Linked DNA regions of Oryctolagus cuniculus: all the other regions are linked to region 1. A link is a contact called in public Micro-C data. All regions are on one chromosome and are shown on one strand. Each heading gives the region's core, a stretch centred on a gene start, on an enhancer-like site or on the middle of the called end of the contact. The rest is flanking DNA. Distances are from core to core; before and after follow the strand shown. Region 1 holds the start of ARL6IP6 (ARF like GTPase 6 interacting protein 6). Region 2 holds the start of ARL5A (ARF like GTPase 5A). Region 3 holds the start of STAM2 (signal transducing adaptor molecule 2).

Region 1 (3,575 bases), core at 716-3,215:
GATGAAGTAAACCTCACACATGAACTTGCCAATCTGCCTTCTGTATTAAAATCAAACACTTTAAGCACTGAAGAGCCATCTGCAACATCCTAGGGCTGGAAGGTAATGGAGAAAAACTAAAACTGGAAAGAAATAGATTTATTCAGTGAAGTAAAGCTAACACTTGAGTGACAATGTACAGGATGCTTCCATACAACACTTTCTTGGTTTTTCTTTTTCATTAATTTAGCCATGATCACACCCGAGTGTGATCACACACTGAGATTTTAACTCTTCAATTTAACATACAATACTCGGAAAACCATACTCGGATAATACACCCGTCAGTTTAGGAAAAACTTTCAAGAAACACTTATTTTTATTCTAATCTGGCCAATATTTCAACTTCAGACATGGGAAAATAAAACTACAGAAAGAATAGCCTGTACCTCACGCAGAACTTTGCATGCTACACCTGGTTACAAACTTGATCTTGGAAAAAAGCTGAGACTATTTCACCTCCAAAAGTCGACCTTTGGGCTGTGGGATGGAAATCCTTGCCCTTCAGAAATTGAGTAATGCGAAGGGCTGGTGGACAACATATCTTCAGGCATTTGTGGATCAACGCCCTTCCATACTCATAGCCTATTTAATTACACGCACTTCCTGCTGTCTGCTAGGAGGTGTTGTGCAGTTCGCTTACATAACTGTGCCAGTGTTTTGCCTCACTTGTTCAACGACCTGGATACTTCTTTCCAAGTCATTTAATTGAGAGACCTCTTCTTAAAATGGGTCCCCCGATCGCAGACCAGGGACCTCCGCCCAGGCAGCGAGGACAAAGAGGAACGGGTACAGAAAGGTACAGACAGGGCTCTGGGGGAACGCGGCTGCCTGCCTGCCTGCCTGCCTGCTCTGGGGACGGCGGGGGCTGAGGGCTGGACGGAAGCGAGAGCCACACCCGGGCCCATCTGAACTCTGGGCAGACTCTTCGGCCCGGGCTGCGATACCTTTTACGACCAGGTAGACGATGGCGAGCAGAAAGGCGAGGAGGATGGCGAACAGCAGCGCACACAGAATAGAAAGGACCTGAACCGGCCACTGCCGAGCCGAGGTTCGGCTTCCCGCAGCAGCCGGGAAGATGCCGTTGCGCTTCTCCGGCAGCACCGGCGACCCATCTCCATCTGGCGGGAACAGAGAACCTCTCCTGGACTCCGACGACGGCCCAGCCGAGAACTCTGCCCGCAAGTCGCGGGCCACTTGGGTGCATCCCTCCTCGTCGTCGACTTCGCCCACACCCCAGCTGTCCCCCTGAGAGAAGGCGGAGTACTGCGGCGCCGCGAAGGGCACCGGCGTGCCGAGGCGGCGGCGGCGCGGCGCAGAACGCCTCCCGCTCTCCACAAAAGACATGGCGGGAAAGACGGCGAGAACCGCCGAGGTCCAACGTCTCTCACTGGCCCCGCCCCGCGACCGCAACAGCCAATCAGCGGCAGGGCCCCGCTGCGGCCTCCACCACCCGGCCAGGCGCGCAGGGGTGCGAGAGGGTGGGCGGCGGCGCCGAGAGGGAGCAGAGGGCTCGCCGGAGAGGCTGGGCGCCTCGCGGCCGCGGGCCGATTCCGGGACAGCAGGCGAGAGCGGGCGCAGGGAAGCGTGCAGGGACAGGCAAGCCGAGGCCCCAAATAGCCGAGTTGCCTCTCCCCAGCGTGCTTAGTCCCGGCCACCGGCGCGTCGCCACCCAGGCAAGCGCGTGCCCCAGCAGCCCCACAGTCAACACCGGGTCCTAAAGCTCGCCCAGGCCCTTCCGATACACATTCAAGAGCCTGCGTGCTTTTCCCCCTCTACGCTCACACTGCTCCCCAGTCTGCTCCTCCTAACCCGTCGCTTTGCCTCGGGAGTCCATCCCGCTCTCGGCGTGTTTCTCCCCACCCACAACTTCCCTCCCAGCGACTCGGCGCGCTCTGCGCCGCTGCAGGCAGAGCTCCCTTGCTCTGGACGCCTCTTCGCTAGCCCGTCCCTCCCCGCCCCTTCGCCTCCCACACAGCGCGCGCACTGGCGCGCATCCTGCCCCAGCTACCGCTAACGCTGGAAGCTGCTTACCCCGCCCCCACCCCACTCCACCCCACCCCACCCTACCCTCTTGGGGGCGGCCGCAGGTTTGTGGCGCGTACGTAACTCGGGCGGGGGAGATGGTGAAGGCGGCGGGCCCCAATACCCCACCCCTACGCAGTGAGGCTTTTGGAGCTCAGGGAAGATAGGGCACGGTAGTCTTCCTCCGCCGAAAGGAAGTTGGTAGAGTTTTCCAGTCAAAGGACTCGACGCGGAAACTTCCTCTTGTCCCTCCTCTTCCCCCCCTTCCCGTGCACGGGACGCCGAGTGAGGCTGAGGCTCAGAGCCAATCGCCGCAGAAGTGCGAGTCGGCGGCGCACTGCGATTGGACAGCGGAGAAGCCTGTCATTTTATTGGCCCCGCTGAGCCCGCCCCATAGCTCAGGGCATCCTTTAACCTTTGGCCCCAGCGGGCGCCAGCCACTCAGATCGCTTCTTGTTGGTATGTGTAGCGGCAGTGGCCGCCGGCCGAGCAGTCTGAGCCCGACGATGAGGCCGGGGACGGGAGCCGAGCGTGGAGGCCTCATGGTGAGTGAAATGGAGAACCAACCTCCCTCGCGGGGTCCTGGGGACGGGGAGCCGAGATTGTCCGGCTCCAACCTCTGCTCCAGCTCTTGGGTTTCCGCTGACGGCTTCCTGAGGAGACGGCCCTCGGTAAGGGATCGGTGGTGTAGGGGGAAAGCGGCACAATGAAAAACGGAGGCAGACAGGAAGCGTACTCCGAAAGGAGAAGAGTGGAGTGGACGAAGGAAGAACTCCAGATGGTGGGCTATGTCCCGAGGGAGAGAGACGCAGGGCAGGGCTGCACAAAGAGAAGTATGTGGGACCTTTGAAGTTCCCAGTGGGCTTGGCCTAGACAGATGCGCGGTGAAGGTGCTGGCAGGCCTTGGGCGGGGCGAGCGTCTCGGAGCCGAAGGCCTGGTTTAGCAGAGGCTTGATGTCGCTAAGACTGCAAGAAGCTGATTTGTTTGCACGCGTAGTGGTGGTGGTCTGCGGCGGGAGGAGGGGGTCTCTGGGATAATTGGCTGGGGAGAATTCCCTGGTTTAAAAGCCAGGAACAATGGACACATAGGAAGAAAGTAGTGCGTTAAATGCGCAGTGAAATAGTTGACTTGGTTGTTTGCATTTAGTGTCTGTGAGTGACAGAAACTTAAGTTTTCGGAGATGTGTTTTCGGGAGAGGAACTTTTACCTGTGCTGAAGCTTAGGTTAGGAAATAGTATGTTAGGCATGAAGTGGCTCTGACAACCCATCCTGTGCATTCTGTTAAGACAGGTTTGCCTCGAAGTGAATTTGACAAATTCAAAGTCTTTGAAGTGTCAAATTAGTGGCATTGTAAAATGACAGCTGGCTTTTTTTTTTTATATCTATGTAAAACAGGATAAAGATGTGATTTTTTTGACCATAACTTTCTAAGTAAGCATTGAATATGTATTTTCCAAAACCAGCAAGCAATTCGGTAGATGATTGAATCAGTGCTTAGTGAAGGGGGGTG
Region 2 (3,575 bases), core at 568-3,067, 910 kb after region 1:
CCAGCCTCCTGGGGTTTTTCACTGGATACAAGGACAGATTCACATGCACCCAAAGACGCAACAGACCCCTGTGCTGGTTTCCAGACCTTTTCTCTGTGTAGCTCCCTACTTTCAGGTACTCTGCTTCACAAGCTCCTGGCCACCTTGATCTCAGGAACACTGATCTGTGTCTGCAGCCCTTGGAGACTGCAGACTCTTCCTTGGGTTTGCGCTGCCTCTGTCGTCGGCCAGGAACTGCTTCCAGGCAGAAAGCCCAGGCGAAGATGAGCGCGCTTGTCTCCCTTTTGTGAGGGATCACGGTTTGGTGCTATGTGTTTTCCAATATCTGAAAGCAGTTCTTTCCTATATTATATCCAGTTTTCTGTTTGTTAATGATAGGACAGTAAATCCAGTCAACTCTACTCTCAAAACCGGAAGAAGCCTCTGCAATGACATTTTGCATTCTCGATACTTATGGATAAATCCCCCTTTAAAAGGTCTCAGATGAAATCTGTTTTCACAAATAGCTTCCCACCAGTGAACAAGATTCCCAATTAATTCTACAGTAGTTCCAAATTTTTATTGTACCTACAGGTGGTATAGTTGGGCAAGAATATTGGAAAGGCAAATGAAGATTTTTTTTTCTTGAGAGACACTTAGAAAATAATCGAGGACAAACTCCTTAATGTAGATTACAAAATATGAGGTCCTAATTTCACAACTTGATGGATCTGACATATCTATGTCTATAGATTTAATAAATCTATAGAGATGTGTGGGAGTTTGCAAAATGCCTTAGACCAGCCAAAACATGACCTACACTGTGCAAGAACAGAACTATGAAAGAGTACAAATTGGTTATGCAAACAATATTGTATTTCTAAAGAGCCTATAGCACTTCATTAAGTAAATCCAGACATGATAATCTTTACAGTGGGTTATTATAGTTATTTCCTTTCCCTTCCTTGGTGTATGTCTCCTGTAAAATTTGTCCTTTTAACGATAAGCCCCAATAAATTACTTTTCTGTATATTGAGGTGATGAGGTAGAGCTAACAGCACTGAGGTGAAAAGGTGTAGTTGATTGTATTTAATTGCATTCAGCTGTTGGAAATAAAGGGCACAATGTAGTTCAAACGCCTTTTACAACTCCCCTCCTACTCTTCCTTCTCTTCCGTTTTACCAAAGTTACAGAGAATACAACGGGCTGGAGTTATTGCTGGTTTTGCTTTTTCCCCACCTCTCGCCTCCAAATTAGTTGAGACTAATTTTCATAGTCATCAGCTAACCTAGAATCAAAGCAAGGCCTCAGAGATCAACACTGTTTATTCCCTATGTGAACACTGAGGCCTGGAGGGGTTTAGTAACTTGGCCAGCTGGAAAAAACACAGGGGATTAAAAACGCCGACAGGAAGTGACCTCATGATTCACTTACATTTTACTTTTCAACACCCCACAGTGGAGGGTGGACCTAGTCCTTGCACAGCAGAGGACATAGCTGTTCAGAGTACAGACTAGAAGAGCAGAGCCAGCACTTGACCGACTGTTACAAGGCAGCAAGACTCTTCTCAGCTTTGCTGCCCACACAATGTTTTTAACCAGAGTGACTTCATCAAAATGATCGCTTTGGGCAAACGGACCTGAGATTGGAGAGAGTAGGACTCCAAGGCTCAAAGACGGCCATAAGACGACTCGGTGACTTCAGCTGGGCTAGAGGATGGAAACAGAACAAGCTTATGATTCCCTCAAAGCCCCTTGGGGGAACATCATGTCGTGGAGGGCCAAAACATGGGACCTCTGCCCTAGCGTGTGGGAAGGGCTGGGAATTTATTATATAAATTACACACTTACATTATGCGTCTAGGGAGGAAATTTAGGGAAAACATAAAGACGCCGCGGAGATCCAACAGCAAGCAGACCAAAGTCACCCACCCCAACCGCAACCGGCACAGTCTCAACTCCAACACCTTCACACAGCCGCCTCGTTACGTAAATAAGGTGGAGCCAGACAGCTGCCTTCCCCAGACCCCGCCCCCTCAGACCCCCTTCCGGCCGCGCGCATGCGCATTCCCGCCTCGCCGGCCCCGCCCCCTCACCTCCCCCGCCCACGTGGTCCCCGCCACCGCAGCCGCCGGAGAGGAGCTGGGGGAGGACGGTGGCCCGCGAGGCTCGTCGCAGACAACGCGGCGGCGATGTCCGCGAGCCAGGCGAGTGCCGCGGCGGCAGCGGCGGGGCCTTGCGCGCTACAGGACGGCCTGGGCTTCGGCCTCCCTCCGGTTCCCTGGAAGCGGGCCGGCGGCCAGCGCGGGAGCAGCAGAAGCAGAGGCGGAGGCTCCAGCGCGTCTCTCTGCCCCTCCGCCTGAGCCCGGGGAGGCCAGGCGGCCGGGCGGCTGGAGGGGGTCCGCTGCCCGAGAATGGGAATTCTCTTCACCAGGATATGGAGACTGTTCAATCACCAGGGTGAGGGGCTCAGGCCGCGGGCGGGCGGCTGGGAGGGGAGAGTCAGTCTGGGGCGGGAGGGTGGGGGTCTCCAAATACTTCCGGAGTGCGGGCCGCGCGGGTGCTGACCCGGGACCGCCGGCCGGCTCGCGAGCTAGGGCCAAGTTCCCGATTCGCAGCCTTTTGTCTTAAGGGACCTTCCCAGGAAGTCCATTCCGCAGTACACCCATTACTCCGATTTCGATTGGGAGTGGGAAAGGTGGTTGCCTGCCCAACGCGGAGAGTGGCCGCGGCCTGGCCTTTCAGCCCGCTCTTGCGCCCGCAGTCGGGTTTGGACACCACGGAGCAACGCAGGGGTCTTCTGGGTTGAAGGGTGCTGCGGGTTACGGCCGCGGCCGCCCAGCGAGCGGCCCAGCGTTGCAGAATGCGGAGAGCGTGTGTGGTCGCTCTGGACTCGTGCAGTGCACTTGAGGCTTAGGAGCCTTCCCTCCACCCCCACCGCTCTTTTTGGGGCGGGAGGAGACTCCGGTGTCTCCTGCATGGAGACAGGTCTCTGCATTTGCCTTATTGATATCTGTCTTCGGGGTTAGGCTGCAGATGTTTCCCTACTTGTGTGGGTTATTTAATGAGGGGGTTTGTTATTGTTGCTGCTGCTGGGTTAAAGGTGGTAAAGGACTTCACCGAAAGCTTTATAAACCGTGCCGTCCGAAACATTTGTTAGGGACAGGTAACTAGCAAGTTACAGGGTATAGAGTTTATTCTCATCTGGGGATGCCTGAATTCATCTAAGCGCATACATTGCCATGAAATACACAGCTGGTTTGTGAAAGTTTGTTAGAAAATGAGTGTGTAAAACCGGGGAAAGGTACAATTTTAACAAAAAGCCAAGAGTTAGGAACAGGGTAGTGTTGTACTTTTGTTTCCTTTTAACTCAAGTCGGGTGATTCAATTATTCCTGCTGTCAATAACTTAGTTTATGTTTTCCTGTTGTATAATCTCCTGGTGGTGTCACATCTCACAGGTTTTCTAATAAAGACTTAATGAGGAAACAAGTTCGTGGGAATGGAATTAAAAGTATGAATTTATCTTGGTGCCAAAATGTGTTTTTAAGTCAATCCATAGTTTTTTGTAATAGGGATTTTCCGTATATTATGGGAA
Region 3 (3,575 bases), core at 310-2,809, 530 kb after region 1:
CAGCAAGAATGTTAGAATTATCACACCATGACGTTGATTTATGTGTTAGGGGCTCAAATGGAAAAATGGAAAAATTAATAATATAAACAGAGAAATAGAAATAAGAAAGAATCCAAAGAAAATACTGTAAATACAAAACACTGCAGCAGAAATGAAGAATGCCCTAATGGGCTCCTCAGCAGAAACTACAGGGCCAAAGAATCTGAATCTGAAAATCTAAAATGCAAAGAAAAGAAAAAAGAATTTAAAATAATGGAGTATGTAAGAACCGAGGGAGAATTACAAAAAGCATAATGGAAATATCAAAAGAAAAAGAACAAAAGAAATATCTGAAGCAACGACTGTGAATTTCCCAAAATTAATGATACTACAGATCCAACGACAGATACAACGCCGAACAGTACGAATTCCAAAAAACTCTATACATAAGTACATCCCAATCAATATACAGAAGATCAAAGGCAAAGAGAAAATCTGAAAGAAGCCCGAGATGGGGAAAACACCTTACTACCTACAGGGGAGTAAGGATAAGAACTACAAGTGGGTTCAGAAACCATGGAGGCACGAAGAGAAAAAGTGAACTATTTAAAGTGTACAATGAAAAAAAAAAAACCACCAATCTAGAATTCTCTATCTATTGAAATTAACCTTTAAAAGTAACGAAGAAACAGGCTTTCTCTGGCACACGAAATTCGAAGGAATCTGGCGACAGTGGAATTATCTTACAATAAATGTGAACAGAAGTGCTCAGGGAGAAGGAACACGACATAGGGCCGAAATGTGGATCTACATCTTCAAAACGAAAAGCAGTAAAAGAACAGGTGAAAATAAGATAAAATCTTTTTCCTTATAAAATTTTTCCTTAATTGAATAGCTAACATGCTAGCTATTAGTCCAATTAATAGTCACTGTGAGAGAGAGGAAACATTAGGACAAAAGTGAAGTCAAGGGGCTGGGGCTGTGGCATAGTGGATAAAGAGGCCAACCTGTGAGATAAACACAAGTTCGTTGTCTCATGAGGGGAGACAGACAACCTAGGAGGCAATTATGTCCTCGGGAAAACCATGACGGAGGGCGACGAGGGGCAGGGAAGGTGTGAGTCCAAGGGGTGCTGACATTCCAGTGCCGGGCCGGATGCGACGGCCATCTGTTTGCTAATTACTAGTCCCACACGGTCGCCTACGACCTCGTACATAGGCACTGCCCCTGTGAAGAGTAGGGGGTTTGCCTCATCCGCCTTCGGATTCCCGGAGTGAGCACTGCTTTTACGGCGAGGAGGCGGCGGGAGGCGAAAGGTACGAGTCCCTGCAGAGCCCTAAGCGCCGCGACCACCGCTTCCCATGGGCGGCTGTTCTCGGGGGATTTGGGGCGCAGCGCCCTAGAGGTGGGCGAGCAGAGCTAAGCCAGGCCTCGGGCAGACTCGCAAAGCCACCGCGCCGCCAGCGGCTCCGTTTCCAGGGCTACCGCACTGTGACGCGAACGCAGCCACGGGCGCTCAGCGGCCGCCGGCGACCAGACCTGCAGCCCTAGAACTCCATCAGCAAGAAGAACCGGGCAGTTACGATCCGCGCCCCCAACTCCGCCCGCCCCACGAAAAACCCGGGCCCGCCGCGCCCCCTGCCGCGCCGCCGGTCGCATTGCAGCTTCCGGACCTCCTGCGTTTCTCATCAGCAACTTCCGTTTCCGAAGGTCCCGGCTCCGTGGCTTGCCGAGGTCCTCGCCACGGAAAGGTGGCCGCGCCAAACGCCTGAGCCCTGCGAAGGCCTGGGACCAGGACTGCTGCCTCCTCTAGGTGGGCGGCTGCGACAGGGGCGCTGAGAGGATGCCCGATGCCGGCGGGACGTCGTCCCAAAAGCGGAGTCGGGGGCGGAGCGCCCGCTGGCAGCCCGTCAGGCAGGCAGGCGTCAAGCCGGCCCGCGGGCGGAAGAACGGGGCGGGCGTCCGGAGCGGAGTCGTCTAGGAAGCCGCGGTCCCGGGTCAGCCGGCGGGGAGGAGCTGCTGAGACCCAGCCAGACCGCAGGGACGCGGACCCGGACGCCGGCGAGATGCCACTGTTCACCGCCAACCCCTTCGAGCAGGACGTGGGTGAGTGCTGCGCCGGGTCCTGGGCGGCTGTAGGTGCAGCCGGAAAGTGGGCGGCGGCGACTCTGACTGCGGACTGGGAAGGGGCGGTGCCGCCGCCTCTGCGACGGAATGTTTTGGGGGCGATCTCGGCGCGTCGCAGGGGGTCTAGGGAGTACTTCCTGCCTGCGTAGGTTGGAGATCCCTAAAGGGCGGTGCCCCTCGCCGGGCGCCGGGAATACGGCCGAGCTGGAGTTGGAGTCTGGACTGATTGCATACTTAGGGAGTTGTCGCGAACTTTCTGCCCCTCTTGGAGCCTGTTGATGAGCCCTCCTGCCTTGGAAGAGGCGGCGGCTGTGGATACCATACTGTCTAGGGCAGCTCGGCGCTGGAGAGGTCGGCTGCCCCGTGTCGAATGGGGAGAGCTCACGTACACGCGCGTGCAAGCGCTGATGGCACACATTCAGAATTCATGGACGGTTGTACAGGTGCCGTCCTACATTCAGAATTCACGTACGGTTGTACAGGTGCCGTCCCTTACCTTCGATCGCGCAGATGCGACACGTCCTGTCTTGGGAGATGAAAAGGAAAACTCTGGCATCTCAGAAAAGGCTAGAACATCTCGCATTTTCTGCTTGAAAACTTGTCTGGTAAAAGTAGACTGCGTTGTTCTGCCCCCTGCACTGTTCCAGAGCTTCCCCTTAGTGGCTCCTGAGCCCCTGCAGGATTTAGTGGGTCACACTTTAGCATCACTTCGGTAAGAGAGTTACCACTGTTGAGATGAAAAGTACTGTTGTTCATAGATGATCTCGTGGACAGTGCCGTCATCCAAAGCTTCAGGCGCTTGCTTGTCAGCTCATGTGTGACTGGATTCAGTATCCAAAGGCAACTTAAGGATAAAAAGCTAATTCTACAAGTGGATGGAATTAGAGAAAGTGGAATGAAAGGCTAACGAGCTTACATTGGCCTTAAACCTGTATCAGGCAAGAAAAATTTGACATGTTGCATTTTCATGTCTTAACACTTTTTAATGTGAAATAGTTAATAACAAAGCAACTCATTAGTTGACTTGAGATGTCTCCTGAAATGTTTCTTTACAGAGTGTTATCTTTTTTACCTACAGTCATGTGACACATAAGATGTTTTGTTCAATGAGGGACCACGTACATGATGAGGGGCTCTTACAAGGTTGTGTGTCCTAGTGATGTCGTTGTTGTCTTAGTTTGTGTAAGCACAGACTGTGGTGTTTGTACGGTGACATGGTTGCCTAACGATGCATTTCTCGGAGGCGGGTCCCATCACTAAGCATCACATGACTGGTCTTCACTCAGCAGGTATTTCTCACTGCTTGATCCTCAGTGTCACACCTGTGTTCACTGAGCAGACATGCATCGGGTATCTGCTGTGTATCAGGTATTGTGCTTAGTTCTGAGGATGCAACAGGTGAATACATGGGCTTCTTGCCTTCGGGCAATTCTCTCAGTCTAGTGGAGGACGTACACACGTAAGAAGAC

What was found. Hi-C and Micro-C count contacts between places; a contact is called where the count stands out from the background.
Region 2: a Micro-C map of ear pinna shows a contact between it and region 1, with 13 times the contacts expected there. The contact joins the promoter of ARL5A here to the promoter of ARL6IP6 in region 1. A contact is called at or near these places in 2 of 6 Hi-C or Micro-C datasets (ear pinna and an unstated tissue).
Region 3: a Micro-C map of ear pinna shows a contact between it and region 1, with 15 times the contacts expected there. The contact joins the promoter of STAM2 here to the promoter of ARL6IP6 in region 1. A contact is called at or near these places in 3 of 6 Hi-C or Micro-C datasets (ear pinna, psoas muscle and an unstated tissue).

What each region holds. Positions count from the first base shown.
Region 1 is chr3:89,170,477-89,174,051 of mOryCun1.1, forward strand. It overlaps ARL6IP6 (ARF like GTPase 6 interacting protein 6), which reads right to left and starts at 1,966. Exons shown (of 5, transcript XR_001793578.3): 1 at 987-1,966. PRPF40A (pre-mRNA processing factor 40 homolog A) reads left to right here and starts at 2,318. Exons shown (of 26, transcript XM_051849562.2): 1 at 2,318-2,735. The coding sequence starts at 2,526.
Region 2 is chr3:90,080,841-90,084,415 of mOryCun1.1, forward strand. It overlaps ARL5A (ARF like GTPase 5A), which reads left to right and starts at 1,818. Exons shown (of 5, transcript XR_011387294.1): 1 at 1,818-2,438.
Region 3 is chr3:89,704,620-89,708,194 of mOryCun1.1, forward strand. It overlaps STAM2 (signal transducing adaptor molecule 2), which reads left to right and starts at 1,560. Exons shown (of 14, transcript XM_051848619.2): 1 at 1,560-2,085. The coding sequence starts at 1,830.